Linked DNA regions of Mus musculus: all the other regions are linked to region 1. The links are chromatin contacts, called in public Hi-C and HiChIP or PLAC-seq maps. All regions are on one chromosome and are shown on one strand. The core of a region is the stretch at or near the end of the contact, and the rest is flanking DNA. Distances in the headings are between cores, read along the strand shown. Region 1 holds the start of Xylt2 (xylosyltransferase II). Region 2 overlaps Gm51874 (a long non-coding RNA gene). Region 3 holds the start of Lrrc59 (leucine rich repeat containing 59).

Region 1 (5,136 bases), core at 672-3,171:
GAGAGCGGTCTCATTTGCATGCTAACCTCCACAAGCACTACACTATCCTGCTTCACAACTCCAATCTGTTGGGGTGGCTGCCAGAACGCCACATTTTGGCCGCTAGGGACCTATCTCCATTCCGGTCTAGGATTCCTTTCTCAGCTTCAGCCAGGTGTGGTGTATGTGTGTGTGTGTCTGTATGTGTGTTGAGTGAAGGAAGATTCCAAATTCTCTTCCCTCTCTTCAGCCAGATGGGTGGGAAAGACTCTAAATTCCCTCACCTCTCTCTGGTTCTCCACCCCTGGCTGTGGGCAGAGCAGCAGGGGCTCAGCCCATTCATTGACTCAAACCACCAGCCACAATGGGCCATGTACTTAGGAGAAGACTCTCTGACATGCCCTTCCCCAGAGTCCTCATCAGCCTGACCCCTCACATAGATGAGGGTCAGAGGGCTCTTCTGCGGCCCACACCATCAGAGATGTCCCAGTTGCCCAAAGAACAAGCTCTTCCTACACAAGTCACAGCCAGCTTCCCCAGGACGGGCTTCGGCGCCTTCTGGAGTCGCTGACGGTCCCAAGTTCCTCCTCTCCTCACCCCCTCAGCATCTTGATTCTCCCCAAAACTGGAAGAGCAGCTCTTCTCCCAGTCTCCACACCAGGTCTTTGGGACTGACCAGGTGCAGGAAGGGAAGGCTTCTAGGCTCCATGCCTTCTTCACCCTACCAGGTAAAGCCCAAAAGGATGTGACAAGAGAGCCTCTGTCCCGAAGCCTTGGAGACACAGGGACAAGGGGGCGGGGGGCAGAAGCAAGAACCCCTAATCTCTGTCCACAGTTTAGGGCTTTGATTTGACTGACCCTCCCCACCTTTCCAGAACGGACCTAGACCCCACTGGACCCCTCCTAACCACACAACCAGGAGGGTGTGTCTGAGTCTGCAACTAAAAGCACCAGTGAAGAGAAAGCAGATCCCTGGGGTCAGGGTCTGGAGCTCACAGCTGCTCCTCCATTACCCCAGAGCCAGAGATGCCTCTTTCCTCCTTTGATGTCCTGAGGCCAACTCAACAGTTCACCTTCCATTCCCATCCCCTCCTGAAGATCCACCAGGGTTCTTCCCTGGCTGAGAAAGCCACGCCTTGAGAACACTTCAGTATTTTTTTTCCCTTGGGGTGACTCCTGTTCACTCTATTCCCGTGTATACACTTTGTCACAGGCCATAATTCCACCCCCTGAGCTCCACTTCACCACCAGTCGCTGCTTCTCAGGCGCAGCTCAACACGAATGCCCAGGGTCCCTTGGCCCCCACTCTTCCGCCCACAGCACGTACACCACCGCCCCCTCCCAACTTCAGAAAGTTTGGCCTGAGGCTCCCCACCTCCGAGCAGGCTGGGGCCCAGTCGCTCCTCCCAGCCCAGATCCCCGAGCCTGACCTTCATCGTTCCCCGGGACGGAGACCATCCCACCATGTCCCGCTCATCCCTTCGCGCCCCCCAGTTCGCCGGCCGCCTCGACCTCCGAGTCACGCACCGCTCCCTCACGCAGCCAGCCAGGCCCTCCAGTAAAGGGAGCGTTGGGGACCGGAGGCTGGGCTCCAGCAGGCTGCCTGCGCCTTGCTCGCACGCGGCCCGTGCCCCACTTGCCTGGCCGGGGCCGCCCGCAGCCCCGCCAGGACCCCGCGCGCCCCCGCGCCCGGCCTGCCCGCCCGCACGGCCGTCGGAGCACCTCGCCCGGCTCGTCCTCCTCCAGGCCGCTGAAGCTCCACACCACCAGGCCCTGCAGCAGCAGGATGGCCAGTGCGGTGGCGATCGCCAGCTTGTAGCGCCGCACCAGCTTCTGCACCCGCGCGCTCGCCACCATCTTCCTGCCCGGGACGCGGGGCGCGCGTCCGGCCCTGCAAACCGGCCGCGGGCGTGCGCACAGGCGCGGGGCCCCGGAGTCCCTCCTCACTCCGCCCAGATGGGCGGGCAAAGGGCGGGGCCCGAGGCCCCACCCTCTCGTGGGCTGGGCGTGGGGCAGTAGGCGGTCCGCTCGTTTCTGTCTCCAAGGTTTGAGTCTTGTGCTTGGGGTCTTTTCCACATCTCTATGAGTGTCTGCCTGTGGAAGAATCATTTCCTGACCGCAAAAGCATTGTCCCGGAGTGCGGAGGATCTGCGGCCTGACCGCTCTGGTGTCGCAGGGCATGGGGGGAGGGGGAGTCAGCTGGCCCCCACCCCTGGGAAATGCTGGCACTCTCAAGACGTGTGAGTACCACCTGCCCTGCCTAAAATCTGAAGGCCGCATCCCTGAAGACAAAGCATAGGCCCTTGACTGACTTCTGAGGCTCTTCACGAAATTGACTTGCCACTCTGCAACCTCTCATCCCAAGCATCCTCAGGCCTCTGCTGGTGTTGTGGCTCTCAACTTCTAGCTTACGTCAGAATCTCCTGGAAGATGATTTAAAAAACAGCGCCAGTTCTCACTCCTGGAGTTTAGAACCTCCGAGAATTAAATTTTTCAACAAGTTCCGCTGCTGCTGCTGCTCTGGGATCACGCTTGGAGACCCACCAGACCTTAGCATATGCTGTTTTCGCTCCACCCCATCAGTGACATCTTGGCTTGTGCCTCGCTAGCACAATTTAAGCATCTGGTGGTAATTTCTCTGCGAACGTGCCTCGTTCGCCATTGAAGCCTTGGCCCTCAGCTTTAAAGCTCAGTAAATGTTAGGAGAGTAGGGAGCTGAGAGAACCCACCTGGTTGACCATACTGCTTTCTGGCGTGTTCAAGAGCCGTGTCCAGTAAGGACTAAACACACCCGGGGCCTCACCTGATCCCAGCAGACCACGGTGGGCAGTGGAAGGAGGTAAGAAGGTGCCTGCCAGAGCAAGGTGACTAGAGGCAACAAAACCCACAGCAGAAACGCTTCACATTTTAAGTAAACAAACAAGCGAGCTATTTGATCCAGTTGCCTTGCTGTGCTACCTGGCCTGATCTGCCTTACACTAGGACTCTCACCAACTTGGTAAAGTATTTATTGTCTACAGTAGCTTTTAATTCTTGACTCTCCCATCATTACCTCCCAAGTGCAAAACAGAAGTTTGTCTTCGTTTGTCTGAGATAGTGTCTCGTGTATCCCAGGCCAGCAAAATACAGCTGAGGTTGACCTTGAACTTCTGATCTACCCGCCTCCACTTCCAGAGTGCTAGGATAACAGGCCCAAGGCATCATAAAGAATTTATACATCCGTGGAATGGAAGGGTGATAAGGTTATAAAGAAGATTTTGGAACCACTGTAAGAGATGGCTCAGTGAGGACCCAAGTTCAGTCCCCAGCACCTACATAAAAAGCCTGGAGTGGTAGTATTTTATTGTAAATCCAGCACTGGGGAGATAGATAGGTGTATCTTTGAGGCTGGCTGGCCAGCCAGCCTGGAGTTCATCTTAAAATCACAAAGTAGGTGGCCTCTGAGAAACAGACCTCTGATATGCATGCACAGCTGCACATAAGACCCCACCTCCACACACACATACATGAAAAAAAATCATATAAATTAAATTGAAAAAAATTTAAAAAACACAATCAATAGGTCTAGGAAAAGAGATTATATCCAAAGAAAAGGAAAGTCCAAAAATTTTAGAAACAAGCACGGCATGATGGTGAGTGCCTTTAATATAACCCAGCACTTAGGAGGCAGAGGCAGGAGGAACTCTGAGTTTGAGCCAAGGCTGGCTTACAAAGTGAGTTCCAGGACAGCTGGGGCTACAACAGAGAAATCCTGTCTCAAAAACAAAACAAACAAACAGACAAAAATAAACAAGGAAGTTAAAGACAAAAGGGAGAGTGGTTAAAGGGCAGACCAAAGAAAATGATGTAGCAGTGTAGTCATTTGATGGACCTCTGTAAACTTTCTCTAAGCCTCTCCCAGTTTGTGCCTTGTTAAAAAGGGAAATTGTAAACAATGTTTCAGATGACACTTTGGGTACTTAGGAGAATTTAAGCCTTCAAGGATTTGGAAAAACATCAGTTGACATGCCAACAATTGATATGTTAATTAAATATCGACCTGTGTGTACATTAAATCAGATCCTAGAGACTGCTACCTGCCGATACTTTTCCCCAGCGAGGAAAACAGCTTTCTTTCCCTTGATCATAGCAACAGTAGTCACAGGAGCTTTCACTGTCTAAGAATCACTTGCAACCCAGAGAGTAATTACCATTCAAATTATGCTATGCTGACTCTCTGTGAGCCTGCACGCATGGCTTTGTTTTTGTTGTATCTTCTCTGAAACAAAGTTTCACGAAGCCCAGGCTGACCTGTAACTATGTAGCCCAGGATATGTTGAACTTTTGATTCTTCAGCCTCCACCTCCCAAGTGCCAGAACTACAAATGTGCCATTTTACAAACAGGTTTCATTTTTACTCTTTGAAGGGATCATAATTTTATTGGGGGTTGGGGGTGTTTTTAAGCTATCATATTATAAACATTTTTTTTGCATTTTGCTTCTTTATTTAACATAAATACATAGAGATTCCCCCTAGTTGTGTAGAATAGGTTAACTAATTCATCTCTTTTAAAAAATAACTATTTATTTATTTAATGTATGTGAATACACTGTCACTGTCTTCAGACACACCCAAAGAGGGCATTGGATCCCCATTACAGTTGGTTGTGAGCCACCATGTGGTTGCTGGGAATTGAACTCAGAACCTCTAGAAGAGCAGCAGTGCTCTTAACCGCTGAGCCATTTCTCCAGCCCTCAGCCCTCAGTTCAATTCCCAGCACCCACATGGTGGCTCACAACCATCTGTAATGGGGATCCAACGCCCTCTTCAGGTGTGTCTGAAGACAGCGACAGTGTACCCACATACATGAAATAAATAAATAATCTTTAGATAGAAGAAGGAGGAGGAGAAGGAGGAGGGCATTATTTAGGTTCCCAGGTCTTGTCAGTGCCACAAGGCTGTAATAAGCATGTTTCCAGGTCTGTCCCTATGATGGATGCTTTTACTTTTATTGTAGTTTCCTGGAAATGAGATTACTTGAGAAACCAGGAAAAAAAAAATCCTAAGTATTTCTGTTAGTGGACTTGGGATGTAGCTGAGCGGTACAGTACTTATCTAGAACATGTAAGGCTCTGGGATTCATCTCCCAGGACTGAAAAAAAAAAAAAACTGGCCTT
Region 2 (5,136 bases), core at 897-3,396, 43 kb after region 1:
CTAAGCAGATATCTACCCTCTATGCTATTATGGCTACTTCCCCTGGGGGACACAGTTACTTAGAATCTCCTGGTCTCTAGGGGCAACCAGGGCGCCAGTACTTAGCATTAGGACTCATAGCAACAAACTGAAACACCAACCAACAATCTGGAACATGCCCGCAGACGCGCCCACAGGCCAGTGGATAGAAGCCATTCCACAGTTGAAGTTCCCTCTTTCCAGAGTACTCTAGTTTGTGACAACACAGCCTGTGCCAACGGCCCTGTAATATATTTTTTAATGAACTTTGCTTTTTTTTTTCATAGACAAAATGCTATTTCACACTTAGCTGACAACCACATGGCACATGGCATGAACAGGAGTTTTCATTTGTTTATTTGTTTAGGAAACAAAAAATGTTCCTGTGGCTTACTTTATGGTTTGCTTTATGGAGACTTGGAGTAGACTCTCATCATCTCCTGGGAATGTCTGAATGTGTTTCCTAGCTCAGCTATCTGTAGCTCAAAATAGTTCTTAGGCCAAAGAATACAACAGGGATAGGGCTTTGGTTCAATGCTAGAGGGCTTGCCTAGAAGCACAGTGCCTGGCTTGGGGCGGGGTTGGGGAAAGCTATACTCTATGATGACACAGAGAAGCATCACCCGGATGGAGAAATGGTGCTTTCCTCCTTACATTTCACAACTAACTAGTTTCACAACTAGTTTAGCTTTGTTTTGTGACCTGAAGGGAGAGTGAAAGATTACCAGCCTGTGCCTGGGCTTTCAACCAAGATCTGGAAGAACTGGTCTGGTAGAATAGAGAGGCAGTTAGCTATGCATCTATAGTGCATATGACACCATTGGATTGAGAACTGCCTGACCTTTCGTGATAACAAGGTGGAAAAGGCCCTCCATGAGACAGGTCAGCTGTCCTCCCGTGCAGTTTAACAGAGATTTGATAAGGGAACTACACCTTTAACCGGAAAAACGTATAAAGGCCGGCTGGGATGGTGGGAGCCTGCCTTTTTGTGTGTACCTAGAGAGAAACACAGCTGCTTTGAGATGAAGGTAAACGTCACACACAACAAAGAATGGAAGGCACCAGTGCAGAAAAGCCCAACAGTGCAGGAGAGTCCCCCATCTCTACACGATCAAGGGGCCCCTTGGAGATTAAGGTTGAACCATTTTGTCAGCCACACAGAAGGGCGGGATGATTCTAGCAGAGACAGTCCCTCTCCTGAGGGTGTTTAGATGTCTTCTGTTGTTTAAATAAATGTGGTTTGGGATTTTGTTGATGCAGATCAACACCTGTGTATGAATCAGCTAGATGGAGTCTACCCAGAATGCCTTGGGCTAGGCTGGAGAAACCACTTCCTGTGTAGTGGCTGGGGTGGTCACCCAAAGTCTCCTTGGACTCCAGAGGTGTAGCACATAAAACACTGTTGCTGTATATTTGAGCAAGTTTTATACCCCCCTCTGTGTGTGTGTGTACATATATGTGCATGTCCATGTATACTCCAGAACATGTGGAGGCCAGAGGTTGACTATTCATGGTTTTCTCCATCTTTCTCTGCCTTATCTTTTGAACCAAGATCTCTCGCTGAACCTGGAGCTCACTAGTTTGCCTGGCCAGGCTACACAGAGAAACCCTGTTTCTCTTTAACACTAGCACTCTAGGCATACATTGCTATACTTAGCTTTGTCTGTGGGGTCTGGAGATCCAGACACGGTTCCTCACGCTTGCGCAGCAAACACTACTAACTAAGCCACCACTCTCCAGTGTGCCCTGCGTTTCTTTTTTTTAGATTTTTTTTTTAAAGTACCAAGTCCCTGGAGCTACAGGCAGCTGTAAGCCACTCCAGAGTGCTGGGAACTGAACTCTAGTCTGCTCTTAACCACTGAGTCGTCTCTAGCTCACAGCCTCTCTCTCTCTCTCTCTCTCTCTCTCTCTCTCTCTCTCTCTCTGTGTGTGTGTGTGTGTGTGTGTGTGTGTCTTAAGAATTATTTCTTTTCTTTTTTGTTTTTTTGAGACAAGGTTTCTCTGTGTAGCCCTGGCTGTCCTGGAACTCACTCTGTAGACCAGGCTGGCCTCAAACTCAGTAATTCTGCCTCTGCCTCCCGAGTGCTGGGATTAAAGGCATGCGCCACCATGCCTGGCTTAAGGATTATTTCTTTTATTTTATATGTGTGAGTGTTTTGCCTGTGCATGTGTCTGTGCACCACATGTGTGCTTAGGGCCTGTGGAGGCCAGAAGGTGGTGCTGGATCCCCTGGAACTGGCTTTGAACTATTTATTGTGAGCTGCCACCAGGGTACTAGGATTCAAACCCAGGTCCTCTGGAAGAACAAGTGCTCTTAATGATCTCTCCAGCCTGTTTTCTCTCTCTTTATAGGACATGGTTTTTTCTTTCTTTCTTTTTCTTTAATTATTTATTTATTATATGTATATGAGTACACTGTAGCTGTCTTCAGACACACCAGAATCCATTACAGATGGTTGTGAGCCACCATGTGGTTGCTGGGAATTGAACTCAGGACCTCTGGAAGAGCAGTTAGTACTCTCAATCACTGAGCTATCTCTTCAGACCTGACACAGTTTTTCTTTGTAGCCCTGGCTGGTCTAGAACTTAGTGCAGCCTTGGAGTTGTACCCATCCTCTTGCCTCTGCCTCCTGAGTGCAGAGATCACAGGCACTGGCTACTGTGTATGCCCTGGCCTCCTCTCCTGAGGTTATCAGTTTAGGATCATTTTGATGGCTTCTGAAACTTTGAACATGGTGGTCAAGCTGTCCCTGTCATGAGGAAGGGCACTTGATCACATTGGCTCTTAAATCTAAAACCTTCCGTTTGGAGGTGTATTAATAACAAATGGAGCACAGGGGATTTTTAGAGTAGTGAACTATTCTGATAATATAATGGTACACACCTGTCTATTGTCAAAATCAGTAGACTATGCAGTGAGAAGAATGGATTCTGAGTAAAAGATTGACTTTTGGTGATAACAGCATATGAACACTGGATCAACTGTAACAAAGTCTCCACACCTGGCATATTTGGGAAACTCCTTGCCTAGGATATATGAGGCCCTGGGTTCAATCCCCATCGGTAAAATATCTATCTATTTAAATATATATTTATATACATTACACACACACACACACACATCACAAAGGCAAAATATTAATGACAGAGGAATATGTGTGTGAAGGTAAAGATGTTGGGGGAATTATCTTTTCTTGCCACTAAGTATTTCTGTGCCCTTCTCAAAAAATAGCATGTCTATTAGTGATTTGAAACATATTTGTGTAAGAACATCTTCCTAGTCTCCTCCAATTTATTATTTTCTTACATTTAGTAATATCTGTGTGTTCACACATGAATGTGCCGTGGCACGTGTATAAATACTGCTTTCCCTTCCACTTTCTGGAAATAGCTCTCCTCCTATCCATGTGGGTTCTAAGGATGGAACACAGACATGAAGGTGGGCGCCCTTACACTCTGAACCAAGTCTCTAGCTCTACAGCTATATATTTATACAAAGAAAACCCTCCACCATTCAGCACAGACGATATAAGGGACACTTCCACCACTGTTGAAATCCGTCATGTATACAGACCCACACCCTGGTCCCACACACTAGGAATCCTCCAAAGTTTACTCTGCCCTCATTTTCGCAGCTCCAATAATTCAATTATTTATTTTAGGAAGATGCCAGAGCCATATAGAGGAGCAGCTTCCCTGTGGTTCCCATTCCTGGGTCACCTTCTTCCCGGAGGAGGGAGAGGACATTCTTTGCCAAATAAGTCTTGGTTCCACTTGGAAGAGAGACCGTTTACAAACAGACAGCAGTCTGGGTGTTTCCTGGACTCCCACTCTTCTCAGATCTCAGCTGGAGTTCCTTTTCTTGGCGGTCTTTCTGCAGGAGTCTCCAGGTCACTTTCCAGGGCTCTCTCCTCCAGCTGGCAGCAGGGGGCTTGAGGCAAGGAGAGGTAGCCCGCCTCCCCCCTGCAGCTTTGCCTAGATGGATGGACGTGCCTTTTGTAGCCTGGCCTGGCACCTTGTTCCATTCCCCTCTTGGTGGACCTTCCTTCCTGCTGCAGGTTACCAAACAGGCCCAAAACTCAGCAACCTCTCTCCTATGTAACAGGGTTTTTTGTTTGTTTTGTTTTGTTTTGTTTTTGCTTTAAGATTTGTTTTTATGATTTTTAAATTTATATATACACACACATATATACATATATGTATAGATATATTTGTATGTGTGCATGCATGTCATGCACATGCAGTGTCCAAGGAAGCCAGAAGAGAGAGTTGGATACCCAAGGACTGAAGCCACAGGCACCATGAGCCACTGGACAGGGTGCTAAGAGCTGAATTGGGTTCCTCTGGAATAGCAGAACCACTCTTAACAGATGAGCTCTCTTCAGCTCCATAACCTCCTGTTTTAACAGCCACAGAGCTGTTTCGCTGCTCTGTCCATAGAAGTCAACCCGGCTTTTCATCCCAGTCACATAGTTACACGACCACCAAACAGTCCTCTTCCAGAAACACAGTGGGCAGAAGAGCAAGATCAATGACCAGAAGGGTCAGAAGCCATGACATAGTCCCATCCCATCCTGAATTCCCAAGAGTCACTTCCAGTTTGGAAATTGAGACCCAGAGACCATGTTCTTTCTCAGAAGTGCCAGGCATGGAGGTATTACCACTTATGGTCACTGCAGACTCAAGGGCACTTCCCCTCCACCACAGCCTGGGAGACCACAAGGCATCCCATCCCACTCTGAGTTCTGGAAGCAGGTCTCATGGCTCTTCCAACCCTGAATCTTCAAAGTCTTAGCTAACTTAGCTAAGTTGGGGACCTTAGCTCTGTGCCTCCAGTTCTCATCTGCAAAGGAGTCACAAGTCACACCGGTCACTGCAGGTTATGCACCGGAAGATGCCTGCTCAGAGCATGGCTTGGCCTCTGTTTTAATGCCAGCCACTGGCAATCAGTATTCTCGCTATATTCTTATTGGTTCTCAGGAACTCCTAGGAGCCTCACTGGACTGGGGAACAGGGAGGCCTGAGCTGCTCATCTGTGTACCTCAGAAGGTTGATACTCATGCCTAGGACAAGCACTTGACCCCTGAACTGTGTCCCAGCTGTACTAATCACTTGTCT
Region 3 (5,136 bases), core at 1,801-4,300, 48 kb before region 1:
TGAGAATTCTGCCAATTTCTGAGTATATCTATCCCAATTATACATTCTGGAACTGGGGAAATCACCACAGGATGTGTCCGGGGACCTACTGGACCTACTGTGAGTCGGACATCAGTCAAAACTCCATTAATCACCTGCCCTCCATAAGCCCCTACTTTAACTGGAGGGCCACAATGTTTCTTGGGATCCCCTGGGATCAGTGTCAACTCAGAACCAGTATCCAGCAGACCCCGAAAAGTCTGATTATTTCCTTTTCCCCAGTGTACAGTTACCCTTGTAAAAGGCCGTAGGTCCCTCTGGGGAAGAACTGGAGAAAGGGTAACAGCAAAACCTTTGAGTGTCTTATCAAGATCCTTCCTCAGAGGAACCTGGCCACCCCTTCATTCAAGGGGTTCCGGATCTGCAAACTGTCTCAAGTCTGGAAATTGATTCACTGGCCGAGATTGCTGTTTACCACGATCTAATGTAGCCTTTCTTTCATTTGTTTGAGAATTTTTCTGCTTATACAGATCAAACAAATATGCAGTAGGCTTCCTATGTATTTCATTCCTGGAAACACCATGATTGATTAGCCAGTACCAAAGGTCCAAGCGAGTCATGCCATTATAAATTTCACCTCTCCTGTGCTGACCATTACTGGGTATGTTATTATAAACATTCTTTTGTCTACGCTGTCCATTATAATAACTAGAATCACCTTGTCTCCGGCGATTCAATGCTGCCACCTGGCCCTTGTTACCTCGGGATCCAACTAAACCCAGTGAATTTAATTCATCTAATTGAGCAGAAGCATCTCCAATGCTAAGATCTGGCACAAGGAAAAGGGAAAGAACAAAACCCTTCAAATGTGCTGGTGCCCCTCTCACCAATTTGCGTCTTATAGAGCTGGTGAAAGGCATATCTTCTGGACCTTCCCATTGTGGACAATTATGCTTTACACAATATATCCACTCTAGCATTGCAATTTCCCTAAGTCTTAAAATCCCTTCATCAACACTAAGCCACGGAATATCAGGCATCTCCAAGTCATTTCCAGTAGGCCATCTTTTGATAAACACCTCAGCCAACCATTCAAACAAACTTTTGACACCTTTTTTAACTATGCGAGCTTCCGTATTAAACCTAGAATCTCTACTCAGAGGACCCATGTCAATAAACTCAGCCTGCTCTAGTTTTATGTTCCTTCCACCCTTATCCCACACCCTTAAAATCCATTCCCACACATATTCACCAGGTTTCTGCTTGAATGAATTAGCAAACTCATTAAGCTCCTTAGTAGTGTAGCGAATTTCCTCATGGACTATACTTTCTACCTCCCCTCTAGGAGCCTGTTTTGCTTTGAGTCTGGTTACAGGTCTAGAAGAAACTATTGGTGGGCCGTGAGCAGACTCTGCAAAATTAATTTCCTCATGTGGGGAAGGCATTATTTCAAGAGGTGGGGCTGAGGGTACTACTTCCTCAGGTGGGGCAAACCCTTGAGAATCTGAGGATTCAAAATTCTCAGCTTCAACATGGTCTTCCCACACATCCCCGTCCCATGTTGTAGGATCCCATTCTTTGCCAATTAGAGCCCTTACTTTAACTGTCGACACACTCTGAGGCTGAGACTTGAATTTTCTCTGTAGTTCAGCCAACCTTACAATGAGAGTTTCTGTTTGATTTTCTGCAACTTGAGCTCTATTGCTACAAGAGAGAAGATTCTCCTCAAGGACACACTTAGCAACTTTTAGATCGTTTACTTGTGTCTGGAGCCTTTCGATTTTATCACACAACTCCTTCCTTTCATTCATCATTTTTTCCACAGATACTAAGAGCAGCCAGCCAGTAAAATCATTTTTCGATTTTTTCCCCATCTTGTAGAAAGCTTTGTGCACTGAATCACCTAATTCATTAAGAAAATCAAGGGCATTAGCTTCTTTAAGTTCGGAATATAGTTTCAACCATGGGTCTTCAAAATTCTCTGAGCTCCCAGGAGGGAGAGAATCTGGAGAGGTTTCAATATTTGAAAGTGCTGGTGGATCAACAAGCCAATTCCAGTATTTTAAAAGATTCATCCTTGTACTTCTGTTACTCTAGAACCACTCCTGGTACCAACTTCTGTATTAGTCAGGGTTCTCTAGAGTCACAGAACTTATGGATAATCTCTAAATAGTAAAGGAATTTATTGATGACTTACAGTCGGCAGCCGAATTCCCAACAATTGTTCAGTCGCAGCTGTGAATGGAAGTCCAAGGATCTAGCAGTTACTCAGTCTCACGCAGCAAGCAGGCAAAGGAGCAAGAGCAAGAGCTAGACTCCCTTCTTCCAATGTCCTTATATTGTCTCCAGCAAAAGGTGTAGCCCAGATTAAAGGTGTGTTCCACCACACCTTTAATCCCAGATGAAAGGCATAGCCCAGATTAAAGGTGTGTTCCTTAACTCGGAGATTCAATCTTCTGGAATCCATAGCCACTATGGCTCAAGATCTTCAAACCAAGATCCAGATAAGGATCTCCAAGCCTCCAGATAAGGGTCACTGGTGAGCCTTCCAATTCCGGATTGTAGTTCATTCCAAATATTGTCAAGTTGACAACCAGGAATAGCCACTACAGACAGGTTCTTGCTATGTAGCCCTGCATGGCCTGGAACTTGTTATGTAGACCAGGCAGGCCTCTAATTGGTAGGGATCTTTCATGTGCTGAGATTAAAGGGCTGGAGAGAAGAGGGCTGAAGACTGAAGCCGAAAAGGAAGAGGAAGTTTACAGTAACCGTAAATTCGGAAGAAAGCTAGGAGAAATTTTGGAGGATACCCTCAGAGTTGGCTCCTATTTCAGAGTATAGGGATGATCTTATGAGGGATGCAAACACAGGTCATGGAAAGTGCAGTTTCTGTCCTTTCGGGCTCCAGATGCCTCCGGACTGCCACGTCTAGCAACTCAGCTCCTCCCGGCGGAGGTGGCGCCCCGCAGATGCAGTTTGCCAGCCTGGACGGCAGAGGGCGCGCCGGTACACGCTCGGGCCTCTCTGGCCCAGCCCATCTCAGTGGCCGCGGAAGGTGACGTGGACACGGAAGTGGTCGTCGTCGCGGCGGCACCGGTGGGAGCGGGGCCCTGGGCTGGGAGTGCGGCGGGCGAGCGGACGGGCGGCGGAGGCCTCGCAGCGGCGGCGGAGGCGACGGCGGCTTAAGGCGCAGGCGTGGTCCGTTGGGTGTGAGTCCGCCGAGCCCACGAGCGGCCCCTCATCCCTCTCTCCTGCCCGTCGGAAACCGGGAGCCAGGGACCCGCTTAGCCGGCGTCATCATGACCAAGGCCGGTAGCAAGGGCGGGAACCTCCGCGACAAGCTGGACGGCAATGAGCTGGACCTGAGCCTCAGCGACCTGAATGAAGTCCCCGTCAAGGAGCTGGTCAGTACGACCCCACGAGCCTCGGGAGCCCACCTACTCCTGACGCCGGCCCCACGCGGGCAGGCCCCTCTCTTAAGCCTCAGTTTCCCGTTCTTTAAAAAACTAGGTCTCCTGGGAGGCTGCGGTCGGTCCCAGTATTCTTATTGCGGTGCACACGTGTCACTTTGGCACAGTTCCAGGAGATAGGGTCGCTCTAGCTACCCGATCCTGGGCTTTTTCGGGGCCAGTAATGAATTTGTCCTGGTTTTGGGGAGCTCTCAACAAGGTCCGGCTTCGTGCTGGGCCTTAGAGTGGAAAGCCGCGGGAAGGGTTGCTGGATGTGTTTCGAGGATGAATGAATGACCGGGTCCCGGGAAGTAGGCCTCCAGATAGACCTGGGTGTGGCGCCGAACCCAGCTTTTTCCTGAGAAGCCTGCAATCCCAGCTGGCTTTCGCAGCTTGGGGGCGGCTCTCCTTGAAGAAAGTGAAATCTCTTTGCAGGACTGGCAAAGGTTCTCATCCCAGCTGCTCTGAAACTGTCCGGAATGGCGCCACACCCTCCATCTCCCTCCACTCCCAATCCCATTTGGAAGCCTGAGGCCCTAGGGACAGCACACACTTAATTTGCTGCCAACATAGAGCAACATCCTCGATCAGTGCTTACCCAGCTCTGCGCTCCCTAGCTCTAACGTCTCATGTTAGCTTCACTTTGGATGACCTACACTTTTCTTATTGCCATTAAGGGATTATACTTGGCCTTGGCAATTGGCCGAATCCCCACCCCCACCCCCTTTGTGGCTGTGTAGTATGGTGGTTTGAATGGCATGCCCAGTTCACTTCCCAGCTCCCGTTGCTCAATAGCTCGATGTCCTTGGCAAGCTAACCAGCCAACCTTTGTGTCTAGATTTCCTCATTTGTAAGATGGTGTTAATGGTTCTGGTCTCGTACACTTAGGGGGGTTAAAATCATAAGACAAGCCGGGCCTGGTGGGGACGCCTTTAATCCCAGAGCTCGGGAGGCAGAGGCAGGTGGATTTCTGAGTTTGAGGCCAGCCTGGTCTACAGAGTGAGTTCCAGGACAGCCAGGGCTATACAGAGAAACCCTGTCTAGAAAAACCAAAAAAAAAAAAAAAAAAAAATCATAAGACAAAGAATTGGAAGGTAGCTGGTGTTTTCCCTGCTCTGGTACCCGGAACTTCTTTACACGTAAAGTGGTCAGACGTACCTCTGAGATTTGGACCTGGGACCCTTGACTGCATGTCCACCGTCCTTCTCCAGAAGACGGCCACATGTACTTGAGCCTGGCCCGAGGAAAGCTATCTGGAACCCCTTCACCACAGGCATGTGGTCATTATAGTGCTGTCCTTGGGGTGAAGAAAGGGTCGGTTCTGCAGAGCCTCTCTAGTCCTGGACACCACTGAGAACTAGAGACGGGCTATGAGGGCCTTCTCTCTTGTTCTGTAGCCAGGGCCCTCCCCAGAGCAGGTACTCAGTACCAACACATGTTGGTGGTCAGAGACCTGAACAAATGAGTAAATTAAACCCCAGTGCTTTACTAGACCCAGTTCCTGCCCTGAAACCAAATAACGGGGCACTAGAGAAAACGTGAAGTGCCCAAGGAGCTTGAGAAGGTTGGGTTTCCTTGGACACTCTATAGTCAAGCTCCTCACCCCCACCCCCCAACCCCCCTTCCCAGTCTTCCCTATATCTTTGTTGACTGGCTTTTTTCTTAAACCCAAGAACATTATACTTTCGTGCCTTTCTTCCTCCTCAGG

Evidence for each region. A called contact is a pair of places that touch in the nucleus more often than the background predicts. HiChIP or PLAC-seq counts read pairs in DNA pulled down with a chosen protein or histone mark.
Region 2: a contact with region 1 is called in an H3K4me3 HiChIP or PLAC-seq map of the SCID.adh cell line, with 16 read pairs. The contact joins the enhancer-like site here to the promoter of Xylt2 in region 1. A contact is called at or near these places in 3 of 39 promoter capture datasets (liver and macrophages), 1 of 15 datasets of contacts at CTCF or cohesin (the NIH/3T3 cell line), 18 of 484 Hi-C or Micro-C datasets (the AML12 cell line, CD4 T cells, CD8 T cells and 10 more), 7 of 115 datasets of contacts at active chromatin or transcription factors (the SCID.adh cell line, Th17 cells, embryonic stem cells and 2 more) and 3 of 9 other capture datasets (adipose tissue, liver and pancreatic islet).
Region 3: a Hi-C map of megakaryocyte-erythroid progenitors shows a contact between it and region 1, with 3 times the contacts expected there. The contact joins the promoter of Lrrc59 here to the promoter of Xylt2 in region 1. A contact is called at or near these places in 15 of 39 promoter capture datasets (cranial neural crest, embryonic stem cells, frontonasal cranial neural crest and 9 more), 1 of 15 datasets of contacts at CTCF or cohesin (embryonic stem cells), 17 of 484 Hi-C or Micro-C datasets (the AML12 cell line, CD4 T cells, CD8 T cells and 12 more), 12 of 115 datasets of contacts at active chromatin or transcription factors (the 230-238 cell line, the HPC-7 cell line, the SCID.adh cell line and 5 more) and 4 of 9 other capture datasets (adipose tissue, embryonic tail, liver and 1 more).

What each region holds. Positions count from the first base shown.
Region 1 is chr11:94,675,572-94,680,707 of GRCm38.p6, forward strand. It overlaps Xylt2 (xylosyltransferase II), which reads right to left and starts at 1,922. Exons shown (of 11, transcript NM_145828.3): 1 at 1,702-1,922. The coding sequence starts at 1,836.
Region 2 is chr11:94,718,120-94,723,255 of GRCm38.p6, forward strand. Gm51874 (a long non-coding RNA gene) reads left to right here. Exons shown (of 2, transcript XR_003949593.1): 2 at 3,681-5,136. Among named protein-coding and RNA genes, the nearest start is that of Gm51874, 3.4 kb to the left of the region's middle. Within about 2 kb of position 2,147, at least 1 of the 459 cell types and tissues checked has an H3K27ac peak or open chromatin away from gene starts, as enhancers often do. A contact at or near this core is called in the SCID.adh cell line, where this site is marked.
Region 3 is chr11:94,626,727-94,631,862 of GRCm38.p6, forward strand. Lrrc59 (leucine rich repeat containing 59) reads left to right here and starts at 3,051. Exons shown (of 7, transcript NM_133807.2): 1 at 3,051-3,383. The coding sequence starts at 3,279.